3 separate regions of the Sus scrofa genome follow, and regions 2 and 3 are each linked to region 1. Evidence: chromatin contacts called from public Hi-C and HiChIP or PLAC-seq data. All regions are on one chromosome and are shown on one strand. The core of a region is the stretch at or near the end of the contact, and the rest is flanking DNA. Distances in the headings are between cores, read along the strand shown. Region 1 holds the start of ORAI2 (protein orai-2). Region 2 overlaps PRKRIP1 (PRKR-interacting protein 1). Region 3 holds the start of POLR2J (DNA-directed RNA polymerase II subunit RPB11-a).

What was found. Hi-C and Micro-C count contacts between places; a contact is called where the count stands out from the background. HiChIP or PLAC-seq counts read pairs in DNA pulled down with a chosen protein or histone mark.
Region 2: a contact with region 1 is called in an H3K27ac HiChIP or PLAC-seq map of alveolar macrophages. The contact joins the enhancer-like site here to the promoter of ORAI2 in region 1. A contact is called at or near these places in 1 of 5 promoter capture datasets (liver), 10 of 47 Hi-C or Micro-C datasets (alveolar macrophages, embryonic fibroblasts, epiblast stem cells and 5 more) and 1 of 2 datasets of contacts at active chromatin or transcription factors (alveolar macrophages).
Region 3: a contact with region 1 is called in a Hi-C map of liver, with 2.1 times the contacts expected there. The contact joins the promoter of POLR2J here to the promoter of ORAI2 in region 1. A contact is called at or near these places in 2 of 47 Hi-C or Micro-C datasets (brain and liver) and 1 of 2 datasets of contacts at active chromatin or transcription factors (alveolar macrophages).

What each region holds. Positions count from the first base shown.
Region 1 is chr3:9,780,204-9,784,722 of Sscrofa11.1, reverse strand. ORAI2 (protein orai-2) reads right to left here and starts at 2,097. Exons shown (of 5, transcript XM_021086289.1): 1 at 1,403-2,097; 2 at 1-34. All of the region lies in intron 1 of LOC110259892 (a long non-coding RNA gene), which reads left to right.
Region 2 is chr3:9,734,740-9,739,258 of Sscrofa11.1, reverse strand. The region is part of intron 5 of PRKRIP1 (PRKR-interacting protein 1); the gene reads right to left. Among named protein-coding and RNA genes, the nearest start is that of PRKRIP1, 13 kb to the right of the region's middle. Within about 2 kb of position 2,283, at least 1 of the 83 cell types and tissues checked has an H3K27ac peak or open chromatin away from gene starts, as enhancers often do. A contact at or near this core is called in alveolar macrophages, where this site is marked.
Region 3 is chr3:9,814,820-9,819,338 of Sscrofa11.1, reverse strand. POLR2J (DNA-directed RNA polymerase II subunit RPB11-a) reads left to right here and starts at 2,682. Exons shown (of 4, transcript XM_003124394.5): 1 at 2,682-2,835; 2 at 3,964-4,053. The coding sequence starts at 2,783. RASA4B (ras GTPase-activating protein 4B) reads left to right here. Exons shown (of 22, transcript XM_013995507.2): 22 at 2,530-2,763. The coding sequence ends at 2,645.

The DNA of each region.
Region 1 (4,519 bases), core at 848-3,347:
CTGTCACAACAGCGTTGGACCGTGACACATTTATCTAAACGAAAGGAAAAAACAAAAAGAGAAAATTCCACTTGCGTCAACCAGTTCAAGTTTTCTGACCATTGACTCATGTTAGTAGATGCCAAGCCAAATCCATTTATACTTGGAGACATATTTTAGAGACCAGAGTGATGCTTTCTAATCCAGGAGGACCCTTAAGAGCAGAAGGAGCCAGTTTGCCCCTGCTTGCAGCCTTAGCAAAGGGCAGAGCGACATCCCAGCTTCTGACTGTGCCACCTCCCCCACGACCCCTCCCCACGACTACAGGAAAAGGATCATTGATTTTCAAGAAGCAAAGTTCTCAAAAAGCAATCATAATGTGGCCACCACACTTCCAGCAGTTGGTAAAATGGCCTGGAAAACAGGAAGAAAACACTTTACAGATTTCGTAAACTGCAGTAGTTGCATCACAGGTGAACATTCCTTCAGCCACCGAGTCCTTCGCCGGAGTTCTCACCCTTGAGCTCTGAAACTTCCTGGGCCAGTTAGCCACCGTGCCTCCCCCCCAAGCATGTTCATCTGGCGTGTCTGGGCAAAAGCAAAACCTAAGTCATAATTACTTCTGCGTTTCAGAGCTAGTTTCCTAACCAAACCCAGAAAATGGCTCTCCCCACCCTGTAAGATTAAGGAAGGTGATGACAGCATGTTGAAAGGAGAGAGTTTTGTTTCTTTTTTGTTTGTTTTTCTTTTATGGCTGCACCTGCAGCATATAGACGTTCCCAGGCCAGGGATTGAATCCAAGCCACAGCTGCGACCTGTGGCAACGACAGATCCTTTAACCCATTGCGCTGGGCCAGGGATTGGACCTGTGCCTCTGCGGTAACCTGAGCTGCTGCAGTCTGATTCTTAACCCACTGCACCACAGTGGGAACTCCAGGAGAGAGAGTTATTGATCATAATACCAGGTGCCCAGGTCATTGAGTGGGAGGGAGGGTCAGGTACAGTCCAAGTACGGGCCACTCGGCTGGGATGTCTTGGCTGTGGTTTGGGTGTCATTTGCCTGGTTTGCTGTCTTGGCAAAAAGCGACTTCCTCTCCCAAGGCCTCTGCTACCCCACATTTGAGGAAGACCAATTCTGTGAGGCGTATCCGGGAGTAAACCATTCAGCAGAGAGTGCCCTGTGTCCAGGGAACCCCATGGGCCTTGCTGTCTCTCTCCCCCAGTCTCATCCAGGATGGCCGAACACCCCATTTGGACAACCATCCGGTCCCCCCACCCAGCAGGTCTGTCCCCTTGTCCCGTCACTCCCACGGCTTGGCACTTAACGATCACCCCCTGTGAGGTCTTAACTGCAAATGTCCTGTTTTCCGACCTGCTCTTCCTCACTCGGTCCCCAGCCCCCCCTTCACCTGCTGAAACACACATTTCACCTCTCCGCCTCCTTTTCGCATCTCACTTCTTGATTCTCGGGCTCCCCTTCTCCCCCCTTTGCAGCAGGCACTGCCTTTGTCTCTCCCTCGCCCACTGTCTGCTGCGTCTGAAGGTCTCAGCTGATGCCTTTTCTGTGCCGGCCTTCCATTTGGAAACTCTCCTTCCTCCTCCAGGGACCCCGCTGGACTCCGCTGCCCTCTGGCTCTCTGTCCGCTGCAGGTGGTGTTGCTCACGTCCTGTCTGGGTCCCTTTCTCTCCACCTCTCCCCGCCCTGCCTCACGCCCCCATTCCCCGCATGACTCCCAAGTCGTCACCCACAACCCTGACCTCTTCCCACCCTGGCAGGGCGGGTCCCAATCTGCCAGCCTCGCCTGCGCACAGCTGAATCCCTCCTATTTCCCTCACGTACCTGCTGTACCCCCCAGGTCACCTGTCCCACGGAGGGCTCCACCCGCCGCCCAACTGGTGACTCTCTAGGTCTGGTGCCATCCCTGCCTCCTGTCCTGCCCTTCGAGTCTCTGAACTCTCCCCCCTTCTCCCCCTCCCCCTGGTCCCTCTCATAATTCAGGCCATTGTCACCTCTGGTTTGAGTTACTCTCCCCTAGTCCTGGAGGCATGGTTCCCAGGCCCACAGCACCCCGGAGACACTGCACTGACCTTTTTCTTTCTTTCTTTCTTTTTTTGTCTTTAGGGCCGCACCCGCGGCATAGGGAACTGCCCAGGCGAGGGGTTGAACTGGAGCTGCAGCTGCCAGCCTACACCACAGCCACCGCAACACCAGATCCAAGCTGTGTCTGCAACTTACACCGCAGCTCATGGCAACGCTGGATCCTTAACCCACTGAGCAGGGTCAGGGATTGAACGGGTGTCCCGGTGCTGCAGAGACACTGCTGATCCTGTTGTGCCACAGTGGGAACTCCTAAAGCCCTTTTCTGCAAACAAGAAACAGGGGACGTGGAAAGACCTTTGTACCTGGGGGACCTGCAGGGTCCTGCTCAGTTTCAACCCCCTTTTTCTTTGATTGTCCTCAGTCTTGAGGGGAACAGGCCTGTGTTGGAACGTGTATAAAGTTCTGGATAGAGAGGTTAGTGATAACTCAGCAGAAGACCTTGGTTTGCGGGGAACTTGAGTAGAAAGAGGCCACAGGGAGTTCCCTTTGTGGCTCAGCAGTTAAAGAAACCGACTAGGATCCATGAGGATGTGGGTTCAGATCCCTGGCCTCACTCACTGGGTTAAGGATCTGGCGTTGCTGTGACTGTGGCATAGGCTGGTGGCTGCAGCTCCGATTCGACCCCTAGCCTGGGAACTTCCATATGCCCCAGGTGTGGCCCTAAAAAGCAAAAAAAGAAAAGAAAGAGGCCACAGGATCCATCCCAGTTAGAGACACTGGTGGTGTGGACTGGGGTGAAGGAGGCAGAGACCCTGAGAGTGAGCAGGCCCAGGGAAGTGGATGGACGTGGGGGGGCGGTGAGAACCAGGAACCAAAGAGGCCCCCAACTCCTAGGTTAGGGGCTCACCAGGTGGATGGGGGTGCATTTTGCCAACGTGGGAAGATAGAGGAGGAACATGCTTGGGGGTGAAATGAAGTTTTTCTTATATTGAACTCACAGTGCCCATTAGACACCCAAGGGGGACGTTGGGGACGCAGGTGGCTTCAAGTCTGGTCTCCAAAGGGACGTTGAAGCCACAGACTCAGAAGACACCAGTGAGGCTGTGCTTAAAGCCACAGGTTACATAAGATCTCTGCGTTCTGGGTGACTCCAATATTTAGAGTTGAGCAGAAAGGAAAGAAGCAAGAGAAAGGCAGAGCAAGCCGGGAGCCAGTGCTGTCAGGAGGGCTCACAGGACTTCCTCTGGCTCAGGGGTTAAAAGCCTGCTGCTGTCCCTGCTGTGGCTCCGGTTGCTGCTGTAGCCCAGGTTCAACCCCTGGCCTGGGAACGTCCATATTCTGTGGGTGCAGCCAAAAATGAAAAGAAAATGCTAGGAGTTCCCATCATGGCTCAGCAGAAACAAATCTGACTAGCATCCATGAGGACACAGGTTCGATCCCTGGTCTCGCTCAGTGGGTTAAGGGTCTGGCATTGCCGTGAGCTGTGGTGTAGGTCGCAGACACGGCTCAGATCTGGTGTTGCTGTGGCTGTGGTGTAGGCTGGCAGCTGCAGCTCCAATTTGACCCCTAGCCTGGGAACTTCCATATGCTGCGGGTGCAGCCCTAAAGAGACAAAAGAAAAGAAAATGCTAGAAGAAGAGTAAAAAACTGCATAGAATACTACCAAGGGCTGGCTTGGGCATGACTAGAAGGATTTCAGCAGATTGACAGGGAGGAAAGCTTGGAGAGGGATGGGAGCCAAGAGTCGGAAGCAAACACAGTGAGAACCCTGGGGGCATTTGGCCTGCGGTTGCGGGGAGGACGGGAAGGGGGCGGCAGGTGAGGAGAACATGGGGACAGGGCTTCTGGTTTGTTGCTTCAGGATGGGAGATGCTGGGCTGCTGGCTGTGGGGAAGGGGCCAGGAGACAAAGATGGTATATCCTGCACTCTGTGTGTGTGTGTGTGAGCGTGCACGCGCTTGTGAAGCAGGCTGGGGGTTGACATGCTGGGCTTGAGGGGCTGCCTGCAGGCTCTGCTTTGTCCAGGTCCCTGTGAGACCGTCACGGGCCGGGGGAGGTCTGGGGAGGGAGGACAGGTAACTGCCTTTTGGAAAGTGAGCGAATGAATAGATGAGGGCAGTGTAGACCTCAGGAGAGCTGGGTCCAGGCTCCTGCCTTCCCCTGGGACTGGGCCGGGGGAGATCCAGGGCTGTTGGCACCAGGACCGTTGCTCTAAAGTACGATTCCTTTGCCTCAGGACACACCGGCCTCTGCCTTCGCAGGGCTGCTTAGCTCGTCACTCGCTCTCCAGACACACAGTTCACTCTCCTCCATGGTGGGGAGAGTCTATACAGTTGCTTCAAGCACTGAGTTAGCGAATACCGAACCGAATAGGGGGCTGGGTTTCTGTGAGCCTCTGGTCATATGAACCGATCAATACACAACCTTGTTTTATGTGTTTGTATTTAAAGACCCTTTCAATAGTCTATTCCTGATTGACTAATGCTGAACTCGCAGCCA
Region 2 (4,519 bases), core at 1,034-3,533, 46 kb after region 1:
AGCTGTGGTGTAGGTTGCAGACGCGGCTCAGATCCCGAGTTGCTGTGGCTCTGGCGTAGGCCGGTGGCTACAGCTCCGATTCAACCCCTAGCCTGGGAACCTCCATATGCCGCGGGAGCGGCCCAAGAAATAGCAACAACAACAACAACAACAAAAGACAAAAAGACAAAAAAAAAAAAAAAACCAAACTGACACTGGAACCACACTCTACAGAAGCCTGGTCAGAACCTGTGGTCTGAACACAACCAGGTAGACTGTCTGTTAAAACAAGTATCAGCAAGACCAGAGCTACACAATAGCTATATAATATGTTATTATAGAATATGCTATATCATAGAATGATGTATCATAGAATATGTCATATCACAGGGTATGTTATATTATAGGATATGTTATGTTACATAACACATCCAGAATACATAAGAAGTATTTGGCATATGAAAAATCAGGAAAATCTCAACTCGCATGGGGAAAGAAATCAACAAATGCCAATGTTGAGATGACCAAAATTACTGGGATGCTGGAATTACCCATACTTTAAATCAGATTTTTAAATACTTTTCCAGGAAGAGTGAACACTTTTGAAACAAAGAGAAAGGTAGAAAACTGCAAAGAAATAGAAGGTATAAAGAAGAATCAAGGAGTTCCCGTCGTGGCTCAGTGGCTAACGAATCCGACCAGGAACCATGAGGTTGAGGGTTCGGTTCCTGCACTTGCTCAGTGGGTTAAGGATCCGGCGTTGCCGTGAGCTGTGGTGAAGGCTGCAGATGCAGCTTGGATCTAACCTGCTGTGGCTGTGGTGTAGGCTGGCAGCAACAGCTCCCATTAGACCCCTAGCCTGGGAACCTCCCTATGCTGCAGGAGCGGCCCTAGAAAAAGGCAAAAAGACAAAAAAAAAAAAAAAGAAAAGAAAGAAAGAATCAAATGGAAATTGAAAAAAAAAATCTTTTTTTTTTTTTTTTTTTTTTGTCTTTTTGTCTTTTGTCTTTTCGTTGTTGTTGTTGTTGTTGTTGCTATTTCTTGGGCCGCTCCCGCGGCATATGGAGGTTCCCAGGCTAGGGGTTGAATCGGAGCTGTAGCCACCGGCCTATGCCAGAGCCACAGCAATGCGGGATCCGAGCCGCATCTGCAACCTACACCACAGCTCACGGCAATGCCGGATCGTTAACCCACTGAGCAAGGGCAGGGACCGAACCCGCAACCTCATGGTTCCTAGACGGATTCGTTAACCACTGCACCACGACGGGAACTCGTGAAAAAAAATCTTTTGAAAAACATAATTCACTGGATAAAATTAATAGCAGAATGGAGAGGACATGGGAAAGAGACAGCTTGGATAATGTAAATGATCCAATATGAGTAACAGAGACCAAAAAAGACTGAAAAGGGAGTTCCCTGGTGATCTAGTGGTCAGGACACAGTGCTTCCTTTCACTGCTGTGGCTGGGGTTCAATCCTTGGTCTGGGTTGGATGGAAATGCTATAAAATTTGGTTGTGATGACTATTGTACAACTATAAATGTAATAAAATTCACTGAGTAATTAAAAAAAAAACCTGCCAACCCAGAATTCTTTACCTAGTGAGAATGCCCTTCAAGAATGAAGGTGAAATAAAAATGGCTTCATATGAAGAAAAGCTAAGATAATTCATAGCCAGCAGAGCTGTTCTAACAGAATGACTAAAAGAAGTTCTTTAGACATAAGGGAAATGACACCAAACTCAAGTTTGGAACATCAGAAACAAAAGTAACAGCAACGGTAACTATCTGGTTACTATTCAAGTTTATTCTCCTCTTGAGACCTCTGAAATATATTTGATGACTGAAAACAAAAATAATAACATTATGAAAACAGAACTACCATATAATCCAGCAATTCAGCTTTTGAGTATTTACCTGAAAACACTATACGAAAAGATACATGCATTCCAATATTCACAGCAGCATTATTTACAACAGCCAAGCTATGGAAGCAACCTAAGTGTCCACTGACAGATGGATAAAGATGGGTACACACACACACACAGTGGAATATTCCTCAGCCATTAAAAAAAGAGAAGTCTTGACATTTGAGAAACATGGATGAACTCAGAGGGCATTACGCCAAGTGAAGTAAGTCAGAGAAAGGCAAATACTGAATGTTTTCACTTATTTGTGAAATCTAAAAAAACCCCCAACAAACAAACAAAACAAAACAGACTTACCGACACAGAGGACAGACTAGTGGTTACCAGAGGCAAGGAGGGTTGGGGAATGACCAAAATAGGTAAAAGGATTAAGAGGAACAAACTAGCAGTTACATAGTAAATGGGTCACAGGGATGTAATGTGCAGCATAGGGAACACAGCAGAAACTATTATAACGTATGGTGCATCATCAATGGAAATGTTCCATCGCTATGTGGTACACCCAAACATGAATACTGTGAGTCAACTCTACTGCAATTTTTTAAAAAAGTAACATTGTAAGTCAACTATACTCCAATAAAACTTATTTTAAAAGAAGAAAGATAAATAAGAAGTGATATTATCTGATGTTTTTTTTTCTTTTTTTTTTTCCCCCTTCTTTTTTATGGCCACACCTGTAGCATATGGAAGTTCTTGGGTAGGGGTTGAACTGGAGCTGCAGCTGCTGGCCTACACCACAGCCATGGCCACGCCAGATCCAAGCCACATGTGCAACCTACACTGCAGCTTGCAGCAATGCTGGATCTTTAACCCACTGAGCAAGATCAGGATTGAATCCACATCTTCACAGACACTATGTCTGTGAGCCACAACTTAGCCTGCTGAGCCACAACGGGAACTCCCTGATGGGGTTTTCAATGTATGGATATGTAAGACAAATTAAGACAACACCACAAAGAGTAAAGGAATCTATGGGATGAAAAGTTTCTGTATTCCACTTAAAGTGGTGAAATACTGATTCGAGTAGAATGTGGAGGTAGTATATATAGTAATCTCTAGAGGAACAACTAAAAAGCTACAAAATGGAAACAGTTAAAAACACAAGTTCTCTGGTGGTGCAGTGGGTTCATAACTGGCATTGTCACTACAGTGGCTTGGGTTTCTGCTGTGACTCGGGTTCAAGCCCTGGCCTGGGAACTTCCACATGCCACAGGCCAAAAAACCCCAAGCATAATAAATAATAGTATTCAGCCATAAAAAAAGAACAAAACAATGCCATTTGCAGCAACATGGATGGAACTAGATGCTCATACTAGGTGAAGTAAGTCAGAAAGACAAACACCATATGGTATCATTTACATCTGGAATCTAATATATGGCACAAACGAACCTTTCCACCGAAAAGAAATTCATTGACTTGGAGAACCGACTTGTGGTTGCCGAGGGGGAGGGAGTGGGATGGTGTGGGAGTCTGGGGTTAGCAGATGCAAACTACTGCATTTGGAGTGGATAAGCAATGAGATCCTGCTGTATAGCACAGGGAACTATATCTAGTCACTTATGACAGAACATGATGGAGGATAATGTGAGAAAAACAATGTATAAACGTGTGTGACCGGGCCACTTTGCTGTACAATAGAAACTGACAGAACACTGTAAACCAACTGCTACAGGAAAAATAAAAATCATTAAAAAAGACAAAGGTTTGGAAAAAAGGAAAAAGAATGGTAAAAATGTTCAAATAATCCAAAAGAAGACAGGAAAGGAGAATGAGAAATAAAAAATAGAGAAAACAAGAAAAAACAAAATGGTTTCACTAAAATCCAAACCTATCAAAAAATATAGAGGGTCAGAATGGATAAAAAATGTGCCAGGGGAGTTCCTGTCGTGGCACAGCCGAAACAAATCCGACCAGGAACCACGAGGTTGCAGGTTCAATCCCTGGCCTCACTCAGTGGGTTAAGGATCAGGCGTTGCTATGAGCTGTGGTGCAGGTCGCAGACTCAGCTCAGATCCTGCATTGCTGTGGCTGTGGCGTAGGCTGGCAGCTGTAGCTCCAATTTGACCCCTAGCCTAGGAACCTCCATATGCCTCGGGTTTAGCCTTTAAAAAAATAAAAAAGGGGGGGGGGCAGGGATTCCTGTCGTGGCTCAGTGGCAACCAACCTGACTAGGATCCATGAGGGGGCAGGTTCAATCCCTGGCCTTGCTCAGTGGGTTAAGGATCCTTTGTTGCTGTGAGCTGTGGTGTAGGTCCCAGACATGGCTCAGATCCCGAGTTGCCGTGGTTGTGGCATAGACACAGCTTCAATTTGACCCCTGGCCTGGGAACTTCCGTGTGTCGCACGTGCAGCCTTAAAAAAAAGACCCAAACATCTGCCGTCTCTAGGAAACATATTTCATATACATGTAGGTTAAAATTTAAAGGGATGATAGCACTTTCAGAATGGCAAAGAAACAGGACCTCTTAAAATCTGCTCCTCCATAAAAGTAGCAGTGTTGTCAAGAACACTGACAACAAGCGTCAAAATCACCTTTTTCAGAACTCTGGCAACGTTCCCTAGATTGTTTGATTAAAATGGTTGAATGCTGCTAAGAGCAATCTGTGTGGTATT
Region 3 (4,519 bases), core at 1,433-3,932, 34 kb before region 1:
CAGCTGTAGCTCTGATTAGATCCTGTAGGCTGGGAACCTCCATATGCCACGGGTGCGGCCCTAAAAAGACAAAAACACCAAAAAAAAAAAAAATGATTCTTACACCAAAATACAATGAACATGTATCAAAGATTTATTACGCATCGAGGAGGAATTGAGCGTTTGGCAAACCTGGTTCGTGGACTATTTTGAGAACCTGAGCAATGTTAAAACAAGATTGTGATAATAGATACAAAACTGGTGGATGGAGTTTTCGTCTCTGTGGGATAGAAACCTACAAGTTAATAGATAACTTCAGTGTCTGGGCTCTTAATTGAAGAGTAAACATTAATGTCAAACACAGGTCCATTCCCCAAGATTAGAGATTTGGCAGACTTTTTCTGCAAAGCCCCAGGCTTACAGGTTTTGGTCACAATTACTCTTGCAGCACAAAAGCAGCCACAGACAATAAGGCGACAAATGGGCATGGCATAATCCAGCGAAACTTGATCTACAGAAACAGGTGGCAGACTTGATTTGGTCCCAGGGCCCTCACATTTTGATAATCCCTGCCCTAGATATTTAACTAACCCTTGGTCAGGCCTGTTCATTGGTGCTTCACTGTGGCATTGATGGGACAGGCCACGCAGTCTCCCTTCCCCTTATTTCCGAGGTTGGATAAAGTTTCCTAGCATCTGTGTTCTAGCAGCCCCTTCCACAGTGGTGCCAGGCCGGCCGAGCACCCTTCAACTTAGGAGAAGATGGGAATGGCCACTTGGCCTTGTCTTGGGGCGCTCCAGCATCGAGCCTCTGAACATTCTTTGGGAAGCTGACAACTTCTGGAGCTCAGGGTCTCATGTTGGTCAGGGTATCGAAGGGGAAGTGTGACCAGAACTCCCTAGAGCAGACAGACCACCACAGTGGCAGGGACTGGACCCCCTGCCAGGTTAAAAATCCTCTCCCCAGGAGTTACCGTCATGGCTCAACGGTAACAACCCCGACTAGCATCCATGAGAATGTGAGTTCGATCCCTGGCCTCGCTCAGTGGGTTAAGGATCCAGCGTGGCTGTGAGCTGTGATGTAGGTCAGAGACGAAGCTCGGATCTGTGGCGTAGGCTGGCGGCTACAGCTCCGATCAGATCCCTAGCCTGGGAACCTCCATATGCCGTAGGTGTGGCTTTAAAAAGACCGAAAAAACAACCCTCTCCCCATCCCATCCCTGGCCCAATGAAGTCCAGCCAGCCTCATCACCCTGGGTCCCTGCAATCCTGGCAGTGGCAGCATCATTGGTGTGGACTTTCCCAGGATGACTCAGAAGGATGCAGGTTATAACCTCAGGGTATCATTACTGTCATTGTCCTCTTTTCCTCCCCAGTTAAAGAGCCTCCACCCCCACCCACTTGGCCTGGAGAGTCTAGGTTGGTGTTGGCCTCCCCCAAAGGACATTTTCTCACTCCAGGGTTCAAGGCTCAAGTAGGAACTAGCCCTTCCCAGGAAGTGGTGGGGGAAGCTCCAGATTTCCTTGAGGGCCCCTTGGGTGTTGCCCAGCCCTAAAGAAACAACTGGGAAGCTGGTAGGGCTCCAGGAGCTAATCTGAACCACAGCCCCTGTTGCTTCAAAGCACTCAGGTAGGACTCTTAGGCGAAACTGTAGAAATACCAACCCACCAAAGCTAACTCATACACTTATCTTTTCAAGTTCTTCTCACACCTGTGTTGACTCAAAACAAAAACGACAACTTGAAATTTGCGAGTTAGCTTTCATCAGGGACCTTATTGAGGACCAGAGCCTGGGAGACAGCCTCTTTGCTAGCTCTGAGGAACTGTTCCAAAGAGATGAGAGAGAAGCCAGGATATTTAGGAGTTTTTGCTGAAAAACAAACATGTAGTCACGCATCGAAAGATTACTGCTAATCACGAAAGACAGACTTCTCAAGTTAATGATTTTAGTCTTTTTCTTTGGGGAGATGCAAGAATCCGAGCTCATTGAAATTGTTCCCTGATAGGCGTCTTAACTGTCTAAGGCCAGCACCCTGTTTTTCTCCGTCCCGAATGTCCCTCAGGGCTCATAGTCAGGGGCAGGGCAGTGGCTGGCAGGCAGCCTTCTTTGTTTACTGAAATGACAGGCAACATTTTTTCTTTGTCCTCACCTGTATATACCAACCTCTTCTCCAGCCACAACTGCCCCCACTAACAAGAAGCTCATTAGGCTACAAGCCCACTTGACAAGCCAGTGACCACTCAGCCAAGAGTCCTGTAGCGGTCTGCCTTGGCAAGGGGGTTATCTATACACAACAGTCTAGCCCAGAGGAGGCTTCTTGCACCTCCCCAGTGGCCACACCTGCCTACCCCACCAAGGCTCTACCACCCCAATGCTCCATTCTTCATTCGGAAGCCTCCTGCTGTGTACTCCAAGGGCACATTTCCAAAGAGGGATCAAGGGACAGCGGGAGTGGAAAGAACAGCTCAGGGTTCCGCTTGAAATGGACAAGGAGGTGTCAAAACCAATCACCCGCTAGTGATCTGAGCATGCGCCAAATTGCTCCCCCAGGTGAGCCCGGGAGGGGAGTCTCCGGATTCACGCGTGCGCAGAACAACCAGCTCATCTCGCCGGCTTTTCGCGTGCCTGAGCAAGATCCTCCAGACCGACAGGGGGCAATGAACTAGTTCCCACACGGGTTTGGCGCCGCTAGCGTAATCCGGAAGTAGCCGCTGACCCGGAAGTGGTCGGGCTCTAGGTTTCGGGAGGCGGTGGTGGTGGTGGCGGCGATAGCTGACTCTTTGGAGGTGGCCGCGGTGCTAGGATGAACGCCCCTCCTGCCTTCGAGTCGTTCTTACTCTTCGAGGGCGAGAAGAAGTAAGTGGAACCGGCCTGGGCGGGGAAGGTGGCGGGACCGTCAGCGCACGCAGGTTCTGGGGAGTCTCTGCCCGTCCTCTGTTGCGTGGGGACAGAAGCCACTTTTGCTCGAGCGTCTGCTCGGCCGAGAGCTTCACACCTGTGTCTGCCAAACTTAAGACAGTCCTAGGCGGTGGTGAGTCTCCCCGTTTTGCAGAGGAAACCAAGGCTCAGAGAGGTTAAGTAACAAAGTGGCCGGTCTGTATTCTGGGATCTGGTAGCCCCCTCACTGGTCTTCCCCTCCGCCGCCTTCATCCTTTTTGTTGCATCCAGAGGGATGGCTCTCAGACTCACACCGGATCTTCATTCGCTGGTGTAAAACCTCCAGGGACTGCTCATTGCTTGCAGAGGAAGCCAAGTGTAATCCAGTGCTCAGGCAGACTGGGCTTGGCTCCTGGATCCCCTATTTAAGGACTCTGTGGTTTTGGGCAGGTGATTTAATCTGCCCGAGGCCCACTTTCCCCATCTAGAAAAAGGGCTTATTACTGTATTAAATCATAGGTTATTCTCTAAGAGGAGATTAAACGAGATAGTTTATGTGAAGTATTTAGTCCTGGGCTCAGCACTGGCTCTTCTTTCTCATAATTACCTGTTTTGCAGGGCTCTGTGTTCTAGCCCCTGCCATCCCTGTCACTCTCCCTTGCGAGGCAGTAGCTCTCAGCTGGGGGCCATTTTGCCCCCCACCCCCCGCCCAAAGAACTTTGGCAGAGTCTGCAGATGTTTTTGATTGTCATATAGGGGATGCTCCTGGCATTTAGTGGGTAGAAGCCCGGGCTTCTGCCAGCATCCCGCAGTGTGTCATACGGCCCCCTGCAAACAAGAGTTGTCTGACCTAAAATGGCAGTGGTGCCAAGGTGGAGAAGGAGCAATCCAGAGTAGGCATGGGTCCCACAGAACCAGACGTGGCAGGGCTCGAGGTATAGCCACACTGCTGCTCTGAGAATGAGAGGTCTTCCTGATGAAGAGATGGGGAAAGGCTTCGAGGAGGAGGAGGAGGAGGTGGGGCTGAGCCTGCCTTGAAGGGCAGGGTTTAGAGTCCCGGAAGGAGGGAACCCCCAGCCCCCACCTGTCGCCTTTACCTCTTCCTAGGATCACCATCAACAAGGACACCAAGGTGCCCAATGCCTGTCTGTTCACCATCAACAAGGAAGACCACACGCTGGGAAATATCATTAAATCGTAAGCTCCAAGTCAAAGGCTTTTGGTGGTTGTGTTTAACGGGGCTCTTTGGAAGGACAGGCAAAAGTTCCAGATGATCTCAAGTCTTTCTAAGCTCCAGGAAGTCCTTCTGGGTGCTGGCTCTGGGAATTCACATCCTAGTATCTTTTCTTCAAAATGACACTGGCCCCTATCTGTTCACGTAGCTATGTGTCTGCGTTGGCTCAGTTATCTGGCTAAAGGAAGGGAATGTGCAGTGAGTTGCGAAGTAGGCCCGGTTGGGATGCTGTGCTCACGAGCGAGCGTGGGGAAGCAGTCAGGGTTGGCCACCCACCCTGCCACCGTTTGTGACATTGACCTTGATGATGCATGGTATTCTAAGATGGATGTGCCAGAGACTGTAGCTGCGTAGAATAAGGGAGGGCGTGGGAGAGGGGTTGTGGCCATCAGGTGCTCTATCCTGTGGGTACCTCATATTGGTTGGTGG